2 separate regions of the Mus musculus genome follow, and region 2 is linked to region 1. A link is a contact called in public Micro-C data. All regions are on one chromosome and are shown on one strand. Each heading gives the region's core, a stretch centred on a gene start, on an enhancer-like site or on the middle of the called end of the contact. The rest is flanking DNA. Distances are from core to core; before and after follow the strand shown. Region 1 holds the start of Anxa3 (annexin A3). Region 2 holds the start of Prdm8 (PR domain containing 8).

Region 1 (6,653 bases), core at 2,032-4,531:
TCTAGGCATCACTGTTTATATTAGTCACTTCTCTAATTGTGATAAAAATGCCTGACAGGAGGCAACTTAAGGGGGGCGGGGTATATTTTGGCTCTGTTACATCTTCAGTCCTGCAACAGAAGGGAGCTCACACTCCTGCTCAGCTTGCTTGCTCCTCAATCTTGTGCCTGGGCACACAGGTTAGTGTTGATCTACATTTGAGGAGCATTGCCACCCTTCAGTTAACCTAATCTGAATATCATTCCAAAGATATGCCTAGAGCTTTGTTTCTTAGGTGACTAATCTAGCTCTCCCATCAAATTGACAATCAATATTAATCATCATAGTTGTGTTTTAGATTCCTCGCCTGGCAGACACAAGCAGAAGGCATGCAGATTTCACATGTATCCCTTGTTGCTACATGTATGACATCTCCCATCCAACATACCCCACCAAGCTGGCATACTTCACATTAAGATTAACTTATTTTACCCAGAATCCATAGTTTTCTTAAGGTTTAAGCCTAAGTTTTCTTGGCACCATACAGTCCGTGTTTTGACAAGTATATAATGTCAGTTATCCATCGTTAGAGTCATACTGCATGATTTTACTGCTCTAAAAATTCTCTGTTCCACCTGCTAATACCCTCCCCCACCACAGCTCTTGACAACCACTAACCAACCTTCTCAAGGTCTCCGTAGTTTTGTCTTTTCCAGAATGTCACAGAGTAGGAACCACACCCTTTACAAGCTGGCTTCTTCACTTAACCAGATACATTTCAGGTACCTTTATAGCTTGATTGCTCACCTGCTTTGGGTCCTGAATAAAATTACAATATACAATGTACCACAGTCTACTGCCCATCCACCTACTGAAGGACATCTTGGTACTTTCACATTTCCGCAATTACGAATAAAGCTGGTACAAATACGTATGTGTAGTTGTTAGCGAGCACAGAGCTTCCGTGATACTTGGACAAACACCAGTAAGCACAATTCCTGGATTGAATAATAAGACTATATTTAGTTTTGTAAGAAGCAACTAAATTATCTTCCATATGGCTGGACCACTTTCTTCTTTTATCCTCACTAGCAATCTGTTCTGTGTGGTCAGGCTTGTTAGTAACACTATGACCCTGGGCATTTGATTTAAGTTTTCAAACCTGACCAGACCACCTACAGGGATCAGTGGGTAAAGGCACCTGCCACGGACCTTAACCATCTGAGTTCACATGCCATTGTGCTTGTGAACTCACACACACACACACACACACACACACACACACACTATACATACCATTCCATACCATTCCATACACACATACATACACACACAGCATCTGAGCTCACGTGTCACCTATACAGATACAAGTTTACACACACACACACACACCATCTGAGCTCACATACAATTGCATGCACATACACATGCACACACAAACACATACCTCCCATCTGAGTTCATATGCCATTAAACATGCCACACACAAAAGCATGCACACATACACAAATATGCACACATAGGCACATATACAGACATAAATAAATGTAAAAGGAATTAAGAACTAATAAATAGTATTTTATAGTACTGCTACATCAATATTTGGAACTAACATAAAATAACATATGAGAAAAACTATAACTATGCCCCAATACAGAAAACCTAAGATTCTTGATGAAGTTCTGCACCGAGGTAGAGTAACATCAGGGCTGGTCTGCTGACCACATCCACTTACTTGACCTGCTCACTCAGTTTGTCTACACTTGCTTCCTCTTCTGTACATCTTTATGTTTTGTGGTGGTGGTGGTGGTGATGATGACGGTGATGATGAGGGTAATGATGGTGATGCTGGAGGTTGTGGTGATGCTGGAGGTTGTGGTGGTGATGGTGGTGGTGGTGGTGGTGGTGGTGGTGGTGGTGATAGTGGTAGTGGGGTGTATATGCACATGCGTTTGTTGTGTGTGTCTGAGCATGCAGAAACCAGAGCAGTATGTCTTCCAGTGTTGCTGTCTGCCTTATTCCCTTGACAGAGTCTCACACAGAACCAGGAACTTACCATTGGTTAAGCTGGTTTGCCAGCCAGCTCCAAAACACAGATTAATACCAAATTTTACATGGGTCCTGAGGATTCAAACTTAGGACCTCGTTTTTTACAAACTTTTTACCCTCTGAGATATTCCCCTAGCCCCTCTGTTCCACAGGCTTTAATAAAAACTTCTGTGTCCTAGAAACAACCTGAAGAATGTAAAAGTAAACAGATGACATAGTCCACTAACTTCAATGTCTGATAATTAGTGGCTTTTCCACCTATCTTCTTTCACAGACACTACCCGATATTAAGTGGATGTCTTTAGGTTTCTATTGCTGGGGTAAAACATCGTGGCGAAAAGAAACTTGAGGAGGAAGGAACGAGTTTGTTTCAGTTTATGCGTCCGCAGCACACCCTGCCATTGAAAGAAGTCAGGGCAGGAACCTAGAGGGACCCTGGAACCGGAAGCAGGAGCTTGCGCAAAGGCCAAGGGAAGAATGCTGTCTATTTTGCTCTCTAGGACTTGATCAGTCCTTAAAGGCATACAAGGACCAGCAGCCCAGGGATAGCACCGCCCACAATGGTCTGGGTCCTCCCACCTCAAACGCTAATTAAGGAAACAGAGTCCTAAAGGCTTGCCTAAACCTCATTTTATGGGAGTCACTTTCTCAATTAAGGGTTCTAGTTTGTGGGGAGCTGACACAAAACTGGCCATTTTAGTGGGAATTTAATGTTTATCCTCCGTGACTTACCTGTGGTTCTGAGGGCTCAAAACACAAACACTGGTGCTTCTCTGAGCTCTAATCCTCCCTTTAGAGTCAAAAGGCCAAGCAGAGACACTCCTCAGACTCATAAACTCAAAATCTAGCTCTGCCGTTCTTTCTGTATGATTTGACCTCCCTTGCCTCTGTGACTCCTTGTAAAATGAGTACAATCGCATCTGTCTTGTAGTTTGGTTATCATGCGGGGTTTAGACCAGTGCCTGACTCGAAGGACCCTCTAGGTAAGTAAGCCATACTTAGTATAGGTACCTGTGAGGACTGTCAACTCTGAATCCATGCTGTCTAGAAAATGAGCCAAGCCCTAAAAGGAGGGGGTGGGAGTGGGGGTGGGCGGGGGATGGGCGGGGGGTGAGAAAAGTGAAAAGAAAGAAGACAGAGGAAAGGGTTTGGGTTTGGAGGAAGCTGGAGGAGGATGTGAGGGAGACAGGGGAAGGGGAGGGCTTGCGAGGGGGGCGTGGTGGGTAGGTCACGACTGGAGCAGAGAGGATCCTGGATCCAAGAGCCACTTGCAAGCCGGTCCTGGGCAGTCCGTGAGTAGAAACAGGAGGAGGGGCTGAGGAAGGGTGCGGTCTGGGTTGCCACCCAGGCTAGCCGGGAGCTACGGCCGGCCGAGGCTGATCTTTCACCTTCGCTGAGCTTCTGCCTGGGCTTCGCCTCCGCGGCCCCAAGGGTAAGTTTCCCATGCCCGCCCCTCTACAACCACGGAACATCAGGTTCCCGCGGAGTCCCAGGTCGTGAGCGCAGCTTGCTCCTGGGGCTGTTCCCTCCCCTCCCTTCCCCCAAGCCCTCTTCCCTTCTATGGAAATAGAAGAGACTTGACCTGGGGGGCACAAGGGCCGAGCTGAGTAAGTTATCAAACTTAGGGTCTTGCAGCCCAAGCTCACATCCAGGGGACTGCTCATTCCTAAATGTCTCGGAAACATTTAAAAGAAGAAGGGTTAGAGGAAGGTCTCCTGCCCCTGCTCAGAGTTCTGTGCTGAGAACTTTTTTCCTAAGGCTCCCATGAGAGATCTTTCTCCCCTCCAAGTGTCTTTTAGCTTTACTTTGTATAGGTAGGAGAAAGATGTATTGGACTTTGAGAGTTGGGGAACTTCGGTTTTCTCTTTTAAAAGACACCGTTTTCTTTGATTGCAACAGAATTCTATTCACTAGACATGAATCACCTCCCCTGCTTCTTGAGTCAGCAGGTGAGGTATCGAGGTAGAGGTATGTGGTTTGTGATTGCAAATAGCCATATATAGAAGTTCTGGGTCCTGTGCCAATAGAAAGTTGAGCAGCCGGGGCAAAATTCTTCCCCAGGAGGTGCGTTAAAGAGAAGAGGTTCCTGCCCCCGAGAGAACTTCAGTTTCTACTCCTCACCAACATCATAAAAAGCAGACTAAAAGGTTATTCTATGAAGAATCATTACTGGTTTTCCTGAAGGTGGAAGTTTCAAACTGCCTAGAAAGGTACTTTTAAACTCAAACGAAGATCAGACCACTGTCCGCAGATCTGTTGGTGTTGAGAAATCGGTAGAAATGCCAGCAGGAGGAAGTACAAGAAAATGTAGCTGCTGTAATCCCCTTCAGGAAGGATGTGTTTAAAGCTCTATTGTTAGATCACTTGGCTTGCACTATGGAGTAATTCTCTACTTTTTACAAGCTTAAAGGATGGCTTGATAATACTTCTTAGAAATTTCCACATTATATTGGATCAACAAATGTCAAGCATCAGTTTGGGTCCGGGGCCACAGGGCTTGGGGATTAACGGTTCATTCCTTTGCAATCTAGATGCCTGGGTTCAGTCGGGTCGACCCAATAGCTGTATGGTGGGGATTTCACTATTGCTTCCTGTGCCTCCAGCATCTTCCTGTGCTGTTAATGATGTCTCTCTCACTAACTAGGTTATTCTGAGGCTTATGTTTAAATCATTGAATACAGTTTTTTTTTTTTCATATACACCAGTGAATAAACATTGCACAAATCCCCAGCTTTGAGAGCTCACTTTCTAACACTTTGCCTGTCACCTGACACCTAGTAAAAACACAAGATGCTGGCTGACAGCATAATCTATCTTATTTCCTCCCAGCAATAGAAACAGCCATCTCCCTATTTTACACATGAGGAAATCCTGACTCAAATTAGGTCTCGAATTAAGAGATGTGTTAGCATTTTGTCTGTGTGACAGAACATCTGAGAGGAAGAATTTAAAAGGAAGAAAGATGTCTTTTTAGCTCATGGTTTTAGAGATTTTAGCCCAGGTCAGGTCAGCTGGCTCCGTTGCTAATCATTCAACGTGAGGCAGGACATGCTCATAACAGAGTCCCTGGCAGAGGAGAATACCCCACCTCATGGCCGCCAAGACGCAGAGACCAAGTGTGGGCAGTGCCAGGGAGAATACAGGGAGCTCTGAGGCCGCTCCTAAGGGATCTGCTCTCTTTAGGGAGTCTTACCCCTTAAGCTTCCACTGTTTCCCATTAAATTAGGACACCATCAATGGATTGATCTATTGTTGAGGTTAAAGTGACCATTCCTGATCCAGTTGCTTATGAAACTCCTCAGCTCTGAACACAGCTGCATTCGGGACCAAAATGGGAAGGCCTGTTGTACGTGACAAGAAGCAACCTTATCCTGTATCCACTGTATAGTCTGGAGAGAGATAGAGGGTCAGACCCTTTAATTAGAGAGGACAGGCCAGGGGAGCAGTGGTGGCGCACACCTTTAATCCCAGCACTTGGGAGGCAGAGGCAGGTGGATTTCTGAGTTTGAGGCCAGCCTGGTCTACAGAATGAGTTCCAGGACAGCCAGGGATACACAGAGAAACCCTGTCTCACCTCTGCCCCCCCCCCCCAAAACAAAACAAAACAAAACAAAAAAGAAAAAGAAGAAAAAAAAAGAGAACACAGAAGTTTCAGAGAATGAGCAAACATTAGGGCTAAATACTTCCAGTGACTATTAATGTGGTTTCAGGTCCATCTTTGGCCCTGAACTGCCACTGAAGTTTTAGAATATTTTGTTGCCAGGATGGGTGGGAACAGTTTGTATTTCTGAATCCACACTGGAGACAAGCCAGCACATCTGAGTAATGTTTACTTATGGAAGGTGTGCCTGGGTTCAAGGAAGTGGCCCTTTTCCTGTCTGCACCTACTTGGAATTAGCTTGACCTCCTCAAAGAGTAGAAATGGGTATTTATAACAAGCTGCGTAGGCTTGGATCTTGTAAAATGTACAGGCAAGGAATCAGTTCAAACCCAGCTAGAATTTGTCTTGGTTTGGGGGTGAGAAACAAATTCTTTCTTCTTCTTCTTCTTCTTCTTCTTCTTCTTCTTCTTCTTCTTCTTCTTCTTCTTCTTCTTCTTCTTCTTCTTCTTCTTCTTCTTCTTCCCCTTCTCCTTCTCCTCCTTCTCCTTCTCCTTCTCCTCCTTCTCCTTCTCCTCTTCCTCTTCCTCCTCCTCCTCCTCCTCCTCCTCCTCCTCCTCCTCCTCCTCCTCCTCCTCCTCCTCCTCCTCCTCCTCCTCCTCCTCTTCTTCTTCTTCTTCTTCTTCTTCTTCTTCTTCTTCTTCTTCTTCTCCTTTCTTTTCCCTATGATGGCAACCTGTTCTGGGTTAGAAGAAATCAGTAATGGACCCGTACAGTTCTCCTGGTTTTGTTGCTGTCCTTTTGAGATGTGGTGTCCTTGTGCAGATCAGGTGATCCTTCTGCCCCAACCTCTCACAGGCTGGGACTGCAGACAGCAACACTATTGGTTTTAAAAAAGAAGTGAAAAGAGGCTTCCCAGAAACTATTCTTCTAAGGCCCAGAGTACAGAGCTGAATTTTTCCTGCCCTGCGGCCCTCAAAAGTCCAGGGCCAACATGACCTCTTTGTCGCTGTTCTAAGGCAGGGGG
Region 2 (5,832 bases), core at 2,947-5,446, 1.4 Mb after region 1:
ACTTCCAAGATAGCCAGAGCTACAGAGAAACCCTGTCTCATGCCCTTACTACCATCACACCCTCAATAAAATAAAAAGGGAAATAAGAAATTAAAAATCCCCCATCAAGCTGGGCAGTGGTGGCACACACCTTTAATCCCAGCACTTGATATTAAACACAAACAAGTATTTCTGCTTCTAAGTACAGATCATGAGTCAGTTCTTTCCCTTAGGAAGTTCCTTATTCCAAGGGATAAGTTTAGTGCCATGCTCTTACCTGGAGGTTTCTCTTGCTCTCTCTAACTCTGACAACCTCTTTTTGTGGGAACTTGGGAAGAGCTGTGAATGGCCTCCCATAGAGAACAATTCTCCCTTATTATCTCAGAATAATTTCTGTTCACTATTAATTGCCGGACTCTTTTGATCATCAAGACTGTGTTAGTAGATTGCTTTGCCCATCAAATAAGAGATATAAACCAAGATCCTAGGCAGACATAGAAAAATAATGTGCTATGACAGTGATAATTCCTTAAGTGAGTTCTTCCCAGAGATGCCATTATTTTTCTCCTGGTACAGTAGCTCAGCTTTTTGAGAGCCTGCTTCTTAATCCTGGGGGAGAGATCCACTAGGAACCAAGTTTCCTTCCTTATCCTTTCTTTGCCCCTTCTCTTAGGTCATAACAAGAACCACACCAATAATCCTTCATCAACTTCTCTTTAGCCTTCTCTTCCAAAGCAGCACTGCTATCGTCTACCTAAGGGTTTGGGGGGGGGGGTTGTTTGTTTGTCTGTCTGTGGTGGAGGGGGGTTGCTACAGCTTCAAGATCCTTTGCTAAACCAGAGCAGAGTGTTTCTTCTTATTCATTTTGGTTGTACTTCTAGTCATTTAATTGGAAATAAATCCCAAGGAAAGAGCTCCAAATACATTCATAAATCCATTGTTCTATGTGATTGCCTAAAACTATTGGGTGAAGTGTATTTTTATAGTGCCGTCTGAGGCTGAATAACTGTCTCAACTCTTTATGTAGCATCGGTAAAATCCAGCAGTTGATTTCAAAATAGCTTGTGCACTATCTTAACCCATACCACTGCTAGAAAAAAATTATCTATGGATTTGATTAATACTCTATTAACGATAGTCATTTTGAGCATTTATATGACCAAATAAAATGTGCACCACTTAAAATACCGGAGACCTCTGGAAGTAAGAATTTCAGCACACTCTTTGTTTGGTGATGATCTTCAAACAAAAGAGCAACTCAGATCCATAAAATATGAGGGATCTAAAACTTAGATACTTTAAGATCAGGAAGGGAAATTTACTTAGAGGGTGAGAAAAATTGGATAAAGCATAGGTTGATTACAATATATGTCTCCTTTGGGCTGGAGGGCTGCGTGCTTGGTGGCAGGGAACATGAGGAAGGAAAGACCCCTTCTTCCTGATGTAATGAATTCTAGGTTCCCTCTAGATTTAGACTTGAAATCCAAGCTCATGAACTCCTATCTGAAATTCAAGAAACATTCTTATTTCACACAAGGTTGAAAGAAACAAGAATCCAGTCCTTGAAAGGAGAAGCCAGGCAGTGGTGGCGCATACCTTTAATCCCAGCACTTGGGAGGCAGAGGCAGGCAGATTTCTGAGTTCGAGGCCAGCCTGGTCTACACAGAGGAAATCCTGTCCTGAAAAAAATTGAGAGAAAGAGAGAGAGAGAAAGAGAGAGAGAGAGAGGAGAAACACAATAGTAGGTGAAGAAAAGTCAGACACAAGAAAAACACCCTCCATTTAGGATTAGTTTTCTAGATTCCTACCTTCTGCAGTGGGGTGAGTGCTTTGGTATTTACAGGATGTATAAAGATTGTTAAAATACATGAGCTGATGATGTTTCTGAGAAAAACAAGCTTCCTGTTTTCTAAATGATAAACAAAGCAGACACAGAGCCCTGTGTTCCTCTTTTCCTCAACTCATGAATGCAACTAAAGTCCCCAACAGGCCTCCCCTTAATCCCTTTACATCATTCAAATCAGGTCTTGGATTCTACACCACCACAGCTCTTTCAGAACTCAGTTGCTTATATTTTTGGTTGTGAGTCTAGCCTTTGAGGGGCTGGGCCATATCTCTAGCCCTAGAACTGATTTTCTATCGTGCTTTCTTGTTCTTCCTTCTCTTAATTCACTTAAAATATCTCACCTCTATTCTTCTACCCAAATGCTCATTTTTCCAGATTTGAGACAACTCTTTCAAAATTTCTAACTCTCCAATTCGCCCTCCAAGGAATCAATATGGGGATGCTGTGTGTGAGAGAGAAAGGGAACAGGAGGAAGAGGAGGGGAAGCAGGAAGAGGAGGAAGAGCAGGCAGAGGGTTCAGGAGGGGGAAGAACCAATAGAGTCATAAGAAAATTGGTGTTTAAATACAGCTGCGGACTCTTGCCTAGAGGTAACTGAAGTTTGCCATTCATCTGAACTCCTCTGCCTGGCTATTTTAAGCTGCACAAACTTGCAAGGGAGAAAGAACACTTTAGCTTGAAGAGGAGCTGCAGACTTTTCTTTGAAAGGTCAGCAGTCAACCTGGAAGTCAGGTGAGGATTTTGACCTTTCTCCCAGTCTATGATGTCCCCAGGCCCAGCTGATTTTAGGCAGGAATTATATGTGATCAGGACTGGCAACTCTCTTGGGAGGTGACCAGAAGGAACAAAAAAAACAAAAAAAAAAAAAAAAAAAAAAAAAAAGGAAGCCAAAGAAATTAACTTCTAGGAAATTTCCTATATTTCCTCATCACCCATTCTTCCCTGGCAGCAGGTACATTTGATGTCTTGCTGGCCTCTAGGCTTCCAGACAGGAGTCTCAGAGCTCCGTAAAGATTATACTGTCAGCTGCTCTTTGCCAACCCTCATATGCTCACTCTGAGAGGCAAGGACAGAGATTGTCTCCTCCTTAAATTCTGGCCCTGACTCCTGCCCTTTAGCGAGTAAACTATACAATTGGATTTATACTCAACCTGACCTATTGCTCAATTGAATTCCGGGAGAGTGGGGGTAGGAATTGAGGGATTGCCTGCGCCACTCAAAGGCCTTTCTTTCCTTAGGAATAGAAAGCCTACCAGAGAAAAACAGCCAGAGAGCCCCTAGCGTCATTGTTTTGTGGCCCCCGCAGAAGGAGAAAACTCTCTGGCTGTCAAAGACCTCAAGTCATTAGCATCAGCTGCCGCTCCAGAGGACAAGCCAGCGCCTCTAAGTGGCTTAGCGCACAAACGAGACTCCCGAGACAGCCTCACTCCTGTGATTCGGTCCACTCCTCCATCAACGGCTGGATGTGAAAGGCTCTTGAGAGTCCTTCTCAGTAATTTTTTTTTTAACTTTGAACCATCCTTTCTGTATCATGAGGTCTTAGAATCCTGGCCGCCATTATGGGACCCCCTTGGGAACCACAAAATACAGAGAGAGCACAGAAGGTGAAAAGCTTTAACACCTGAGTCCAATGACCTAGGCTTTTCCCAGCAACGCCCTCCTAGCCCATATCCACGCACAGACCCTTGTTCTGGGACCTAAAAACAGCCGAAGTCCCTTTAGGTGTCTGGCAGCATTCCAGACTTATCTTCTTACCCCATCCCATTGGATGGGAGATGGCTAGCCGAGTTCCCACCAAATCATACCCCCTGTCGCCAGTATTTACACGGGAGTCTCTGCTAGGTGGCATGAATGCATTTTAAGGAAGTCTGTTTGTCACCTCCTAGGCCACTAGCTTCACAGATCAGCGGCAGTCAATGGCCAAAGAATCCCGCGGGGCAAATTCTCACCCTCCTTTTGGGGGAGCAGGGACATACCACTCAAACTCTAGGGACATATGCAAGTAGTTCACGCGCTGGCAACATAGCCAATTCAACTCCTTGTCCTACGTCCTCTGAGTGCCCAGCAAAACGGAAAAGAACCGCTCTGCTCCTTCTGACACCTTCCTTCCTGAGCCCGAAACGGATTTTGCCAACCCAGGTGTCCCAGAGGGACCCAGCTGCAGGAGAAGGCAGGCCAGGATGCTCTCGGGGAGGCTATGCCACTTCGGGAAGGAGCTTAGGATCTGCCTAGCGCGGGCAGTCCAGAAAAACCAGGCTTGTGGCGCCGGAGGGATCTCCCAGACCGGCAAGAGTTAAAGGGAGGGGACGTGGGCTGTCACGCGTCATTGGGCAGATTATGTGCAGCAAACAAAAAGTGTGTGTCTGCGTGCCAGTCAGTCATTGCATCGGGTCCATCTGTACAACTCTCTCTCTCTCTCTCTCTCTCTCTCTCTCTCTCTCTCTCTCCTAATCTATCTGCATCTCTCTTCTCTCTTTGGACAGAACCCACAAGACTGACACCGACACCTCTTGACATGGAGATACACTAATGTAATAGGCAGGAAGGAACACTGGCTTGCACCCCGTTGGTTCCAGGTGGCCTTATTTGGGCGACTCGGTCCTGACCTTATTTCTGGTAAGTCTATTTGCTTTGACCTGGGAGGGGGATGGGAAGAGGACAGGTTGAGTACAAGGAGTGAAAAAATTGTCCCCCTTTTCCTCGTTATCTAGAAGATAGGAGGGAAACGACGCGGAATGTTGTTTCCACTGCCAATAAGATTATACAAAGGGAGGAGCGGGTAGGAGCACTTTTCTGGAGAAGCTAGGGACTGGGGAGCTCGCGGCTGCCAGACAATGCCAGCCCGGAGTGGAGGGAGAGCATCCGGCAGTAGCGACCGGCTTTCAGCGAGCCCAGCTGGCTCTGAGTTTCCCAGGAGGATCTGCGAAGGAAGAGAACCCGGGCCTAGGGATGGGCGTAGGACTGTGAAAGGCTAGATACTATAAAGCCCGGGGTCCTGCCTATCGCTATTGTGGCTGATTTGCGTCAAGGCGGCCACCGAGGCAGCATGGACCGCTATTAGCCCGGCTGTGGGACCTTTTCGCTGTATTGTTAGATAGAACTGCATTTTAATGACTGAGTCCCTGCTGTTGCCAAAGTGGAGGGCGATCTCCTGTCACAATAAAAAGCTTCTGTGAAGAATACTTTCAAACGCGAGGCAGAAATCAAGGTACAAACCGTTGAAATGTAGGCAACTGGGAAGAGAAAGAGGGTTTATACTGAAAGGGAGCTGAGAGAACCTGTATTCTGCAACGTATTTGACTTGCAATTGGAAATCAGAAGGGGACAGGACGAGTGCAGAAACAGAAAGTAGTATCATAAACTTTCTATGTTGTGGCTATTTTTCTTATTCCCACTGTCTGGAAAATATACTTGCCATTTGGGGCATATGGGAGAACGAATAGGAAAGGGGCTAGCCAAAGTTACAGGCATTGCATTTTCTTACATTTGTATGGCAATTGGCTAGTGGATGTTGATTTAAACAAAATACACATCGCCTATATTTTTCTTTAATGAGAAGCTAGCTGAACAAGAAAAGAGTAAGATCGGTTTTCCCCACGGCCACTTAAGGTATATAAATACAGAGACAATCACTGTCACTGGTGAAACTGCTAGGGAAAAACCAACTTAGAGGAATTGTTAGATTTCCCCAAGAAAAATGGCATGGCTAACTAAGACCTAGTTTAAATAATTTAAATGATTGCTTTCTTTAAGTGCTAAGTATTACAGGGGGTGTCCAGTGGCTGAGGAAGGAAACGATCCCTGTAAGACGGCTTAATAGAGAGCCCGCCACTGGGGCATTACTTCTAAATTGCTGCGGATTAAACAGCTGGAGGGCCCACTCAGGACCATTCAAGCAGGGCTGACCCCTTCTAGCCCAAACAGGGTGGTATCAAGGGAAGTGAGAATTCACCAGTCATTACACACAGAATTTCAGACAGGGGACACTTCAAGCCTGCCCTATACCTG

Evidence for each region. Hi-C and Micro-C count contacts between places; a contact is called where the count stands out from the background.
Region 2: a Micro-C map of embryonic stem cells shows a contact between it and region 1, with 4 times the contacts expected there. The contact joins the promoter of Prdm8 here to the promoter of Anxa3 in region 1. A contact is called at or near these places in 1 of 39 promoter capture datasets (the HPC-7 cell line), 1 of 484 Hi-C or Micro-C datasets (embryonic stem cells), 1 of 115 datasets of contacts at active chromatin or transcription factors (epiblast stem cells) and 1 of 9 other capture datasets (liver).

Annotation. Positions count from the first base shown.
Region 1 is chr5:96,790,104-96,796,756 of GRCm38.p6, forward strand. It overlaps Anxa3 (annexin A3), which reads left to right and starts at 3,282. Exons shown (of 13, transcript NM_013470.2): 1 at 3,282-3,460.
Region 2 is chr5:98,176,673-98,182,504 of GRCm38.p6, forward strand. It overlaps Prdm8 (PR domain containing 8), which reads left to right and starts at 4,197. Exons shown (of 4, transcript NM_029947.2): 1 at 4,197-4,440.